Regions from separate parts of the Sus scrofa genome. Here all the other regions are linked to region 4. Evidence: chromatin contacts called from public Hi-C, HiChIP or PLAC-seq and promoter capture Hi-C data. All regions are on one chromosome and are shown on one strand. Each heading gives the region's core, a stretch centred on a gene start, on an enhancer-like site or on the middle of the called end of the contact. The rest is flanking DNA. Distances are from core to core; before and after follow the strand shown. Region 1 holds the start of TROVE2 (a long non-coding RNA gene). Region 2 has its middle 15 kb from the start of RGS13. Region 3 has its middle 41 kb from the start of UCHL5. Region 4 holds the start of RGS2 (regulator of G protein signaling 2).

Region 1 (2,894 bases), core at 251-2,750, 210 kb after region 4:
ACATACTCTAAAGCAGCAATTAATACACCCTATTACAAGTTGCTTCTTAGTTCTTTAGAACAGCAGTCCTGCTTTATTCACCTGAAAAATTCCCAAACCCGGAGTTCCCCGATGGCCTAGCAGTTAGGGATCCTGAGGATCCGGTGCCGTCACTGCTGCGGCACAGGTTTGATCCCTGATCCGGGCATTTCCGCAATTCGCAGGCATGGCCAAGATAAGCAAATAATTAATTACAGTTTTTAAAATCAAAAATCAAAAATTCCCAAACCCTACTGGCGGGTCTGAGATACAGACCTGATAAATGATATCCAAATAGACAGCTACGTACCACAGACAGTATCTACATCAACAGAGAATGTCTACCCCAGCACAAGTTTCAACACATCAGCTAAAATCAGTAATACTTGAGGAAATGTAACAGCTACACACAAGTCTTACTGCCAAAGAGGAAGGTGGGCACAAGAGGGACAGGGCAGGCTGAAGAGGCCAGTATGCTGATCACCTGGGATGAGAGACAAGGACTAGAGCCAGAAGGAAATTAGGAGGCAAGCATGTGGCCTCCAGTCTCGAGCACCGGCTGGAGAAGGCACCCTGCGCCGGAAGCCGCGAATGAGCAGAACCAGCGCGGGGGCCCCGGCGTCCCCCGCAGCCAGTCCGAGCGGACGTCCTAGGGGCCCGTCCCCTCCCGCGCTGCGCCGCCGCCAGCAGCCAGAAAGGTCGGGCTCCTGGGCGCCCTGGACCCCACCCTCGACAAGGCACACCTGACTCTGCCTGCGCGGCAAGGGGCCGGAGTCGGGCACCGGGCACACCTGCCCGGGACGGGGGCTGCGTGGGTCGAGGGAGCTGGGACTTGAGCGCCGAGTCGCGGAGACACGGCGGGGCCGAGGACCGCCACGACCCTGACCGCGTGGGGTGGCTCCCCAGCCCGCCCCGGGGACGCGCCTGCCCCCGGCCGAGGAGGGCCGGAGTCCTGCCTCTCCCTTCCCCGGCCCCACGGTCCGGGGAGTCGCCTCCTCCGCAGACACGGGGCGGCGGGGCCGCACGGAAGCACCCCGTGCCCGGCTCAGGCCTCCGCCCGTGAGTCCCGACCCAGGACGGCCCCCGCGGCTCTCACCGAATCCTTTAATGAGCTCGGTGAAGACTCCGGGGTCGCTTTCCATGAGGCACCACTCCCCGGCATTGCCCGTCATGGCCCCGGCCAAACGCCGCCCCGCGCCCCCTCCGGCTGCGGCCGACCCCGGCTCCAGCTGCCGCCGGCCCCTGAGCTCGGCAAACCCGCCGCTGGCTCGTCAAGCCCACGTCACCCCGCCTACTTCCCGACAGCCTCCGGGCGCCGTCACCTGCCGCGCGACAGAGGCGGGAGGACGCTCTAGCCGCCCAGAAGACGCCGAAACTCTTCCTGGGCCGCGGAGGACCCGGCGCCGACGCGAGAGGGGCGGGGCCGCGGAGGAAGAGCGGGCTTCCGGGCGCCAGAGGAGGGAACATCCGGGCTCCTCGCCAGTCGGGGGCGGGGCCCGGCGAGGGGCGGGGCTCGCTCGGGGAGCCGAACCCGGAGGCCCTGGCGGCGGAGCCGGAGCGGTCACCGCCCGTCAGGCCGCCGCGCGTCGTCGTCCCGCGGCTAGGCGCAGCGTTTCTCCCGGCGGCGCGGCAGCTTCCGAGAGTGGGCCGCCGGGCACAGGTGAGGAAACTGCGGGCAGCCGGCCGGGGCCCTTTGTGCGGTCTGCGCGGCCCCGGGGACGCGTCCGGTGCTCCGCGCGCCGCAGCCCGCGTCCCCGCGGCCGGGGCCGGCGCCCGCCCGGCCTCGCGCCCTCTGGCCCGGGGCGCGGAACCTGCCTCCCCGAGGGGCATCCTCGCTCTCTCCGGCCCTTCCGGACGCCGGGCCGCCCCCGCCGGCCCTCGACTTGCAGAGCTTCCCGCAGGCCGGCGTCGGGAGGGCCGCTTACTCCTCCTCTTCCTCCCCGCCCCCCGCCGCCGCCGCCGCGCCGAGAGGCGTCGCCGGGACCTGGGCTTCGGGAAGACGGATCTTTGTGCGGGAGGAGGACGAGTTTGCCCGGGAGGGAGTGCCGAGGGAGGGAGAAGCCGCTGCCGGTGGGCCGGGGGAAGATAAACAAGTGCAAGGGGAGGCGGTGCCTCCGAGGAGCTGAGGTTGGAAAATTGTGTGTTCATCCGAACACGTCTGTAGTAGTCGTGAGGCCGAAGGAGGTGTTAAATCAAAAATGCCCGTCTTCCCCAATCCCGAAATCGCCCTCCTTCACCCGCCTCTGGCGGAAAGCTCGTGCTAAGTAAGACTCACGTCTGCAACAGGAGTATCGTCTGTGCATCGCTCCTTAAGGCTCTGAGTTCCAAGAAGGGCCCTTGGCTTCCAGAAAAAAAATTCTTGCCTTGTTGAAACTCCGACTCTTTGCTTCTCAGACAGGTAGTCCGTTCCTTGGAATAAGGAAACTTTGTGCTTCAGGACTGCGTGAAGCCACAAAATAGGATGTAGTTTACTGAGGGAAACAGTAGCTTTACATTAAACCAAGAATGGGTATACTGTAGAGGGAAAGCCAGCGTGTGTACCAAGTGTTAAATTTAAAGGCAAAAAAAAAAAAGGAAATTTTCATGAAGTTTATTCCCGGGAGACTTCGACCTCAAACTGGGGTGGAGAGCAAAGGGTGGGGGGACGTCTGTTCTGTTAAGTGTAATTAGATGGGAAAGTTTGTGAGGCACAGGAGTCTAGCCTTATTTCCTTATCATCCATACCTAGAATGAGTGTCATCAGAGCCCAGAGCTGTTTGCAGTACTTTGTGGTCTTTTTTTAATCTGTAATTTTGGTGTGAACTTGGAAGTGTTTTTTGGCGCTAAATAAATACATCAGAAGTAACATCTGCTACCGGCTTATTATGGTGCATGTT
Region 2 (3,195 bases), core at 216-2,715, 160 kb before region 4:
AACTATACTTTAATGCGAACATTTTTTAAGTAAAATAAAATCAAGATCAACTACACTCAGGACAAACTTAAAATTATCCTAATAAATATTTTTTTCCTCGCTGAAAAACAAAAAGGGATTATCACATTATTCAATCGAAGTGAACTAGAAATTTCAGGTGAATGTCTTGGTGTCTAATTCATTTGTTTCATGTCTTCAACTCTATATGAACCGCTTGTGTCCTTTTTTATTTAGTTCAGTATCTGGCCTCTCTACAGGATGAAACCTTGAATTTTACGATTCACTTACAAAAGAATGTTAATCTCAACTTCCTGAGTTACCATATTTTTAAAATACAGGAAACATGCTTTACTTCAAACAAACAAACAAACAAAAAACTAGGGCATTCCCGTTGGGGCTCAGCGGAAACGTGAATCTAACTAGCATCTATGAGGACGCAGGTTGGATCCCTGGCCTCACTCAGTGGGTTACGGATCCGGCGTTGCCATGAGTGGTAGCGTAGGTCACAGATGTGGCTCAGATCTCTCGTTGCTGTGGCTGTGGTGTAGGCTGGCAGCTACAGCTCCGATTCAACCCCTAGCCTGGGAACTTCCATATGCCATGGATGCAGCCCTAAAAAGACCAAAAAAAAAGAAAAAAAGATAAACCTATAGAGACTGAAAGTAGACCCGTGGTTGCCAGGGGCTGGGAAGAGAGAGCAATGCACACATGATCTTTTGGGAGTCATGGATATGTTATTGGTTTCGTAACTCTACATATTTACTAAAAATCACTGATTTTTACGATTGAAATGAATGATTTGTATAGCATATAAATTAGTTCTCAATAAAGCTGTTGAAAATAATAAAAACATGTTGGTCATCTTTAATAAACTATGTCTCTATGTGATTTTTATTTTCCTAGCCAGCAACGCAGAGCTATAGACCTGGGGGATGAATGGAGAAGCTTAGGGCTGGAAAAGAAAACTGTTGCCATGGGACACTTAACTAACATCTTTACCATCCATGCCATGTCCTTCTATTAGCAACACACACACACACACACACACACACACACACACACACACACACACACACGGCGGATCTGTGGCCATCCACGCCATGGAAACATTTTACTGTTTCTAACCTAATAGTTTTGCAATCTTCATCTAAGGAAAAGCTAGCTGATCCCACACTGGGGCTGACCAATATTTAGACAGCACCCACTATATTTTACGTTCAAGATACTGTCATTTGAGAAAGGGCTATTTACCATAACAAATCTTAAATGGAAAATGAAACATAATTTTAACTCAAAAAATGTTCCTGGGCGAGAGCATACGAGCATTGCGAGAGGGAAATCAAACTTCCCTTTAAAGTGGTTTTAATTATTCAGAGTCTCTGACGTGATTTCAATATAATTCAAGCCACATGTTTCTGGATTCTTCTCTGCCAGGTCTGACGAGAAGTGTGCTGCTGACATCCTGGAGTCCATACCAGCATTCTCAGTGCCCGTGAGGACTGAGTCACTGAGCTGGAGCGCACGTTAACCGAGCTTCCTAGCTGGCTCTAAAATGCCCTCTGCATCCTTTTTCAGAACAATTTTTAAAATTTTTATTGGCATATAGTTGATTTACAATGCTGTATAGAAACAACTTTTGCTTTTGGGTTTTTGTTTTGTTCTGTTTTTTGGGCTTTTTTTTTTTTTTTGTCTTTTGTATTTTTAGGGCCACACCTGAGGCATATAGAGGTTCCCAGGTTAGAGGTCGAATCAGAGCTGTAGCTTCCAGCCTACACCACAGCCACAGCAACGCGGGATCCAAGCCACATCTGCAAACTATAGCACAGCTCATGGCAACACCAGTTCCTTAACCCTCTGAGCAAGGCCAGGGAGTGAAACTGCATCCTCACAGATACTAGCTGGGTTCATTAACCACTGAGCCATGACAGGAACTCTGGAACAAACTTTTAAGAGTCAGATCTATACAATCTAAATCCCAGGCTCCTGGGCTGCCAGCCACCCACACTGGAAGTTTTTTACTGTTTCCCCTAGAAAGGCACAACGTCCCACACTACCGTTTCCGCACCATCTTGCATAACGATTTCTTTTTTAAAATGGAGCATAGTCGACTTCCAAGGGGCCATTCGTGGCAGGTGCACAACACAGTGACTGATGTTTTTATTTTTTTTATTTTTTATTTTTATTTTTTTGTCTTTTTTGCTATTTCTTGGGCCGCTTCCGCGGCATATGGAGGTTCCCAGGCTAGGGGTTGAATCGGAGCTGTAGCCACCGGCCTACGCCAGAGCCACAGCAACGCGGGATCCAAGCCGAGTCTGCAACCTACACCACAGCTCACGGCAACGCCAGGTCCTTAAGCCACTGAGCAAGGGCAGGGACCGAACCCGCAACCTCATGGTTCCTAGTCGGATTCGTTAACCACTGCGCCATGACGGGAACTCCTGATTGATGTTTTTAATGCATTACAATCGATCACCACTATCGACCTGGTAACCACCGGTCACCACACACAAAGTCGTTGCGATCTTACTGAGTACATTCCCTGTTCTGCCTCTTACGTCCCTGGGACTTCCTTCTTTCATAACCGGCAGCCTGTTCCTCTTGATCCCCGTCAACGATTTCTCTCATCCCATCACCACCCTCTCCTGTGGCCACCACAAGTTTGTTCTCTGTATCGGTGAGTCTGTTTCTGCTTTATGTTTGTTCATTCGTTTTGAATTGTAGATGCTACACAGAAGTGAAATCATGTAGTTATTTGTCTTTATCCGACTTAGTTCACTTGGCATAAAACCCTCCAGGTCCATCCATGTTGTCATAGACGGTAAGAGTTCAGTCTTTCTCCGGCCGTGCGGTAGTCCACTGTCTGCGGGCCTATATTCCATGTTTTGTTTACCCATGGACACTTAGGTTGCTTCCATATTTCAGCTAATAATGCTGCATCAGAAACGGATTTCTCCAGTCCATGGTACTCTAGCCAACTGACGTTCACTCGATACTCAACTCTGCCAAGGAGTCTGGGCCGTTCCTAAAGGCAGAGACCATGTCAGCACCCATCGTCAAGTGCCACCCATTTTTCAAGAATTGTCCCAAGACCACTCCTCCCATTATATTTCTATCACCAATCAGACAATTTCTTACTCCTATACTCTCTCTATACTGTACCTCTTCTATCACATGTATTATGTTCTCTTTTATTAT
Region 3 (3,014 bases), core at 211-2,710, 170 kb after region 4:
AGCATTTCATTTCTGGATTATCATTATTATTATTTTTAATGTTTCATTTCCCAGACTTCCTGCAGAAAAGCCTAACCTTAGGTTTGGAAGTGAAAAGACAGGCAGAAGCCATCTCCATGGCATGTGCAGCCATGGAGAGGTTGCCTTCTTCTGCTTTCCCATGTTTTGTCACTCGGTGCCAGCAGACAGGTGTGGCAGCCTCCCACTCCCAGAACACAACCACCGCAGCATGTTCTAGTGTGAGACACCCCAGGGCCAGGAGTTCCCAAAGTGGCTCAGCGGTAAGGAACCCAAAGAGCATCCATGAGGACATGGGTTCGATCCCCGGCCTCATGCAGTGGGTTAAGGATCGGCATTGCCGAGAGCTGTGGCACAGGTCACAGACGCAGCTCGGATCTGGTGTTGCTGCGGCTGTGGCTGTGGCGTAGGCCAACAGCTGCAGCTCCAATTCAACCCCTAGCCTGGGAATTTTCATATGCTGCACCTATGGCCCTAAAAAGAAAGAAAGAAAAAGAAATCTAGTGCTGAAGCCCTTGACTGTTACAGCAGTAGCAATCCCCCTGGTGCGCCAGTAACATGTTCTGCTGGAAGGCACTTTGGAGAGCAGAACTCGAGGCCACTCCTCTGTATCTTCCAATGACTTTGAAAGGAACTAAGTAGTTTCAAAATTCCCACTGTTAATTCCCATTCCTCTTAAAAGAGCAAGAGTGGTTTGCTACCTGCAAGTAAGTTGTCAATGATACAAAAGAGACGCGTTGCGTAGCATCAACATTAAAAACAATGTGCACAACATAAATCTACTTCAGAACGTGGAGAGGGCATGGAAGACGAACCCCCGAGAACACCCGGGGGGTGGGGTGGGGGTGGGGGGCGGAGGATCACTGCAATGTTAATGTCATCTCTGGCGGTGGAACTGTGGGGAAGTGAAATTATTATTTTTGCTTATTTTTAAAAAATTTTTCTCCTTTTTTGTCTTTTTAGGACCACACCCTAAAAAGTGGCATCTGGAGGTTCCCAGGCTAGGGGTGAAATTGGAGCTGCAGCCACCGGCCCATGCCACAGCCACAGCAGATCTAAGAAGCATCCATGACCTACACGGAAGCCCCTTTACCCACGGAGCAAGGCCAGGATCAAACCTGAACCGCGTCCTCATGGATTCTAGTCCTGTTCACTGCCGCTGAGCCACAACAGGAACGCCCTCCTTTTTTTTTTTTTTTTTTTAAGAGAAAAACTTAAAAGCCATGTTATTTCTCAAATGAAAGAAAAAGTCCTCTTGCAGGAAGAATAATTTCTGTATGTGTCCTGACATGTTTTAGGCAACTACAATTAATAACTCAAGGTATTAATCTGCAGGTAACACCCTAAGACACAGGCATATGTGTCAGGGTCTAAGTGGGGGAGCACATCCCCATGGCTCATGATCCCAGAATAAATGTTTGTCTATTCTCGTGACACAGTCAAGCTGACTGCTCTCCGCTAGAAAAAGGGCAGCTATCTTGGGAACTAAACATATGAAGTGAGACTAGCCAGTACTGCAGCTGTTGGCAAGCTTTCCTTGTTTATAAGAGCAGAAGTATATCCCTTAGAATTGGCAAGCTATTTCAAGGCATAAAACAGAATGGAAGTGCCTTCACCTACCCAACCATTAAATGAGGTTTTAGAAAAGAAAGGGCAAAACGAGCAAAGGAGACTTTCTTTTAAACGCATCTTTTAAAAAAAATTCTCCTTAACAGCAAAAAAACCAAATAATCCAATTGAAAAATGGGCAGAAGAGTAAACAGACATGTCTCCAAAGAAGACATACAGATGCCCAGCAGGCACATACAAAAATGCTCCACATAACAAATTAGAAGAGAAATGCAAATCAAAACTACAATGAGGTACCACCTCACACAAGTTAGAATAACTATCATCAATAAGTCCACAGGAGTTCCCGTAGTGGTGCAGTGAAACGAATCTGACCAGGAACCATGAGGTTGCAGGTTCGATCCCTGCCCTTGCTCAGTAGGTTAAGGATCCGGCATTGATGTGAGCTGTGGTGTAGGTCGTAGACGTGGCTCGGATCTGGTGTTGCTGTGGCCGTGGTGTAGGCCAGCAGCTGTAGCTCTGATTCGACCTCCCTAGCCTGAGAACCTCCATATACCACAGGTGCGGCCCTAAAAAAAAAAAAAGACCAAAAAAAAAAAAAAAAAAAAAGTCTGCAAATAACAAAAGCTGGAGAGGGTGTGGAGAAAAAGGTACCCTCCTACACTGTTGGTAGGAATGTAAATTGGTACCTCCACTATGGAGAACAGTATGGAGGTACCTCAGAAAACTAAATATAGAACTAGCATATGATCCAGTAATACCACTCCTGGGCATATATCCGAATAAAACTTTCATTCAAAAAGATACATGCACTCCTATGTTCACTGCAGCACTAACTATAGTCAAGACATGGAAACAACCTAAATGTCCATCGACCGATGAATGGATTAAGATGTGGTACATATATACAATGGAATATTACTCAGCCATAAAAAAGAACACAATACTGCTGTTTGTAGTAACATGGATAGAAATATAGATTCTCATACTAAGTGAAGTAGGTCAGAAAGACAAATACCATATGTTACCACTTGCAGGTGGAATCTAAAATATGGCACAAATAAACCTATCTCCAGAACAGAAACAAACTCATGGATAGAGAAAACAGACCTGTGCTTGCCAAGGGGGAGGGACTGGGAGTTTGGGGTTAGTAGATACAAACTATTGCATTTGAGGTGATTAAGCAACGAGGTCCTGCTGTACAGCACAGGTAACTGTATATAATCACTTGTGACGGAATATGATGGAAAATATTATGAGAAAAAGAATATATATATATATATATATATATACACACACACACATATACATGCATGTATAACTGGGTCACTCCTGTACAGCAGAAATTGGCACAACACTGTAAATCAACTATAATAAAAAACTTAAAAACAAGGAGTTCCCTTTGTGGCTCAGCAGTTAACGAACCT
Region 4 (3,035 bases), core at 519-3,018:
AAACACTCTTGAGACTACAGCCAGGTATCCTGACACAAGTCCAGCTCTCTCATTGCTGCCTCTTGGTCAGAACTCCTGCTTTTCCCACTAGGAGTGAATTCTACCATCAAATGTTCTAAGTGAAAAAATATGTCGAGGTTTGTATTAGCCAGGAGCAGCAAGTGCCTGCATATTACACATATTTAGTAAAATAAGTACTGAATCATCAGAAAGTGAAAAGAGATGTAGGAAATAAACAAAACCTTTGAGAGATGAAGCGCACATCCTTGAGATAAATTATATTCTTGCATCTCACAACCATGCTTTCAAGTATTTACTACTGAAATCTAAACGATCTTCCTCTCCATAGCTGAGTACATGGCTGTTCTCTTTAGTAATAGAAACGTTTTGCTCTCCAAGTCAATCCTGGAGCTCCAGCTACTGGCAGCTCCTCATCAGAATATGGTAAACCAGTTCCAATTTTCTTTTAACAGTTCTAATGCAAAGGAGAGAGAATTCTGCAGCCTAATACCTTGTGGTTCATCTCCCTGCTACTTCGATGCTTGGCAGGAAAACCCCTTGAACATTCCACTGCACAGATCTAATAAAATTGTTCGCTATCCGATCACACCGGGGTTGAGGTCACCTACTCGTCCTTACCAATCAAACCGTTTAAATCGTGCTACAGCAGGACAATTTCTGAAGAATTTAGCAAATTAAGCTCCTTCAAGCAAACTGTTAACCTAGCCTTCCCTCCACCCCCACCTCTCCTTTTTGCCAAGTAAATGTTCTGGTAAATTCTAGGCCGACTAAGAATGACTCATGAGGAAATCCTGCATCTTTGCATTCTTACACTAAAATGACAGCTGCGAGGTCCTGGTGTTTCCCTCTACGTCCTGAGAAGGAGATCTGTGACTTCCCCGTGTGTTCCCTAAGGACAAGCAGCCAAGTACTCCAGAGGAGGAGCACGCAACCCCAAGGACCGACCCAGCCTCGTGTGTGTTGGTGACTAAAACTGCACACCCAGGTAAAGCACTTCTTCTCCTGTTCCTTCCCCTGACCGACGACGTCCCTCCCAAACGTTCTCCAAGTTGTCCAGGGAAGCTGCAGAGCAGGTCACACCGCCCGCCCCTGCGCCGCCCCCCCTTCTCCCTTTCCTTCCGCCAATGAATCGGTGACGAAAAGAGGAGCAGGTGAGCATCTCCCCGCGGCCTCAGTTTACAGACCAAGAAAGGAGGCGCGGGGAGAGGGTGTGCGCTCCAAAAAAAGAGGGAACACATCCGAATTCAAAACCGAGTAACTGCACTCAGGTTCCCAGCAAGTAACCTTGACCTGCTGGGGACTCCCCCCTCCCTTTGGGGTCCGGAGCAAGTGCGCGTGGGGGAGGGGACGGAGGCGAGGAGGGGGAGGGGCGGGCGAGCGCCCCGCGGGGCCTGCAGCCAACCCGCCCCACGCCTCCCAAGCTCTGCCACCCCGCCGGCCGCCCCAAGCCGGCAGAGGCCTCCGGCGGCTGCCCGAAGGGAAACTCCTCGGCCCCCACCAGCAGCCCCAGCGCCTCGCCGCGGGGGGCTCGCCTGCGCACGACGCTGCGGCCGCAAACGTCAGCGGCGCCCTCCCTTCCAGACCCTTCGGCGGTGCCCGGGACTGCGCAGACTCCGCCCCAGGCCCGGAGCCAGCCGGCCAATCGGCACCCGCTGAAGGCGGGCCCAGCGTCGTGAGGCGCCGCCCACGAGCCTCCGACTCTTATAAATACCGCGGCGCGCTCCTGGCAGCAGAGAGCGGGCACCCGGGAGCGTAGACGATAATGCAAAGTGCTATGTTCCTGACTGTCCATCACGACTGCGGACCCATGGACAAGAGCGCAGGCACCGGCCCCAAAAGCGAGGAGAAGCGGGAGAAGATGAAGCGGACCCTGTAAGTACGGCTTTCTTCTCTCCCCTGCCAGCCCCGCGGACCTAGCTGTCCCGGGCGGCTGCAAACGCGGTACATCCGCGCTTGGCTTCCACCCTGGAGCGGTGCCTCCATCTCTGCAGGGGAAAACATTGTGTAAAAGATACACTTGCTAGGTAGGGTTAAATCTATGTGGTGGGTCCTTTGTGATGTAACCGAAGGACTCGAGGGTAGAGTCGAGGAACTGCGGCAAATTCGTGATGCAGAGGCGGTGGTAGATGAGCTGAGGAATCGCAGGTTGGGTTTTTATCTCCCCGCATCGAAAATGACACCAGAGAATCCTGCAGCCCAGGCGCGTCCCCAGCATTCGTACGTTGCATTGTAAATTCTCATCAACTTACACAGCTGCTGGGATGGAAATATTTTTGCTAGCTCTGAATATATTATTTTAAAATCTTTTTTTTTTCCAGTTTAACAACAGATCTCACCCACCCAGCACTAAGGAACAAATAATTGTTCTGCATCATCTGGTTAAAATGGGTGTTGTAGTTGCGATCACACACGCGCGCACACACGCACACGCACCTCACCTCATTGTTCACAGCTTCTAGAGTGGTCCAGATCCTCCTGCTCTAAGGGTGGAAGGGAAATACCCATGGCTGGCTCCGGGCAGTTCCACTGTCCGTTTCATCAAGTGTGAAATGTCTCAGAATTGTAATTAACATTGCAGAACTGCTGCTGCCTTTTGTGGGCCAGAAATAGCATCTGCCTTTTGAACTATGCCAGCTAAATTCATTAAATACCCTATAATTGTAGGTTATCCTACGCGTAGTTATAAAACTAGCAGTTATGTTCAGATGAGTAGATGAAACTGTTCCAGGCATAGGTGCTGGGTTTATATTTTAAAGGGGTAAGACTGACTTGAAGGAGGACTGTTTTGTCTTACTTCGTTGTCTGTAGCTACTGGGAGTGACTTTATTTGGTTTAAAAAAAAAAAAAAAAAAAACCTTTAGCTGCAGTGGTGTGGCCATTTCAAGTGTTGGCACTTAGTAAAAGTCTTTTTTTTTTTTTTTTTTTTTTTCTTCTTTAAGATTAAAAGATTGGAAGACCCGTTTGAGCTACTTCTTGCAAAACTCCTCCTCTCCTGGGAAGCCCAAAACCGGCAA

What was found. Promoter capture Hi-C pulls out the DNA fragments that hold promoters and counts their contacts. Hi-C and Micro-C count contacts between places; a contact is called where the count stands out from the background. HiChIP or PLAC-seq counts read pairs in DNA pulled down with a chosen protein or histone mark.
Region 1: an H3K27ac HiChIP or PLAC-seq map of alveolar macrophages shows a contact between it and region 4. The contact joins the promoter of TROVE2 here to the promoter of RGS2 in region 4. A contact is called at or near these places in 1 of 5 promoter capture datasets (fetal liver), 1 of 47 Hi-C or Micro-C datasets (embryonic fibroblasts) and 2 of 2 datasets of contacts at active chromatin or transcription factors (alveolar macrophages and skeletal muscle).
Region 2: a Hi-C map of embryonic fibroblasts shows a contact between it and region 4, with 3 times the contacts expected there. The contact joins the enhancer-like site here to the promoter of RGS2 in region 4. A contact is called at or near these places in 4 of 47 Hi-C or Micro-C datasets (embryonic fibroblasts, fetal skeletal muscle and fibroblasts) and 1 of 2 datasets of contacts at active chromatin or transcription factors (alveolar macrophages).
Region 3: a contact with region 4 is called in a promoter capture Hi-C map of skeletal muscle, with 6 times the contacts expected there. The contact joins the enhancer-like site here to the promoter of RGS2 in region 4. A contact is called at or near these places in 5 of 5 promoter capture datasets (fetal liver, fetal skeletal muscle, liver and 1 more), 33 of 47 Hi-C or Micro-C datasets (adipose tissue, alveolar macrophages, blood and 16 more) and 2 of 2 datasets of contacts at active chromatin or transcription factors (alveolar macrophages and skeletal muscle).

Annotation. Positions count from the first base shown.
Region 1 is chr10:723,984-726,877 of Sscrofa11.1, reverse strand. It overlaps TROVE2 (a long non-coding RNA gene), which reads left to right and starts at 1,500. Exons shown (of 9, transcript XR_002336171.1): 1 at 1,500-1,678. It overlaps UCHL5 (ubiquitin carboxyl-terminal hydrolase L5), which reads right to left and starts at 1,190. Exons shown (of 12, transcript NM_001123210.1): 1 at 1,115-1,190. The coding sequence starts at 1,190.
Region 2 is chr10:1,095,816-1,099,010 of Sscrofa11.1, reverse strand. No RefSeq gene overlaps it. Among named protein-coding and RNA genes, the nearest start is that of RGS13, 15 kb to the right of the region's middle. Within about 2 kb of position 1,465, at least 8 of the 83 cell types and tissues checked have an H3K27ac peak or open chromatin away from gene starts, as enhancers often do. A contact at or near this core is called in embryonic fibroblasts, where this site is marked.
Region 3 is chr10:764,792-767,805 of Sscrofa11.1, reverse strand. No RefSeq gene overlaps it. Among named protein-coding and RNA genes, the nearest start is that of UCHL5, 41 kb to the right of the region's middle. Within about 2 kb of position 1,460, at least 6 of the 83 cell types and tissues checked have an H3K27ac peak or open chromatin away from gene starts, as enhancers often do. A contact at or near this core is called in fetal skeletal muscle, liver and skeletal muscle, where this site is marked.
Region 4 is chr10:938,816-941,850 of Sscrofa11.1, reverse strand. RGS2 (regulator of G protein signaling 2) reads left to right here and starts at 1,768. Exons shown (of 5, transcript NM_001044600.1): 1 at 1,768-1,893; 2 at 2,961-3,035. The coding sequence starts at 1,784.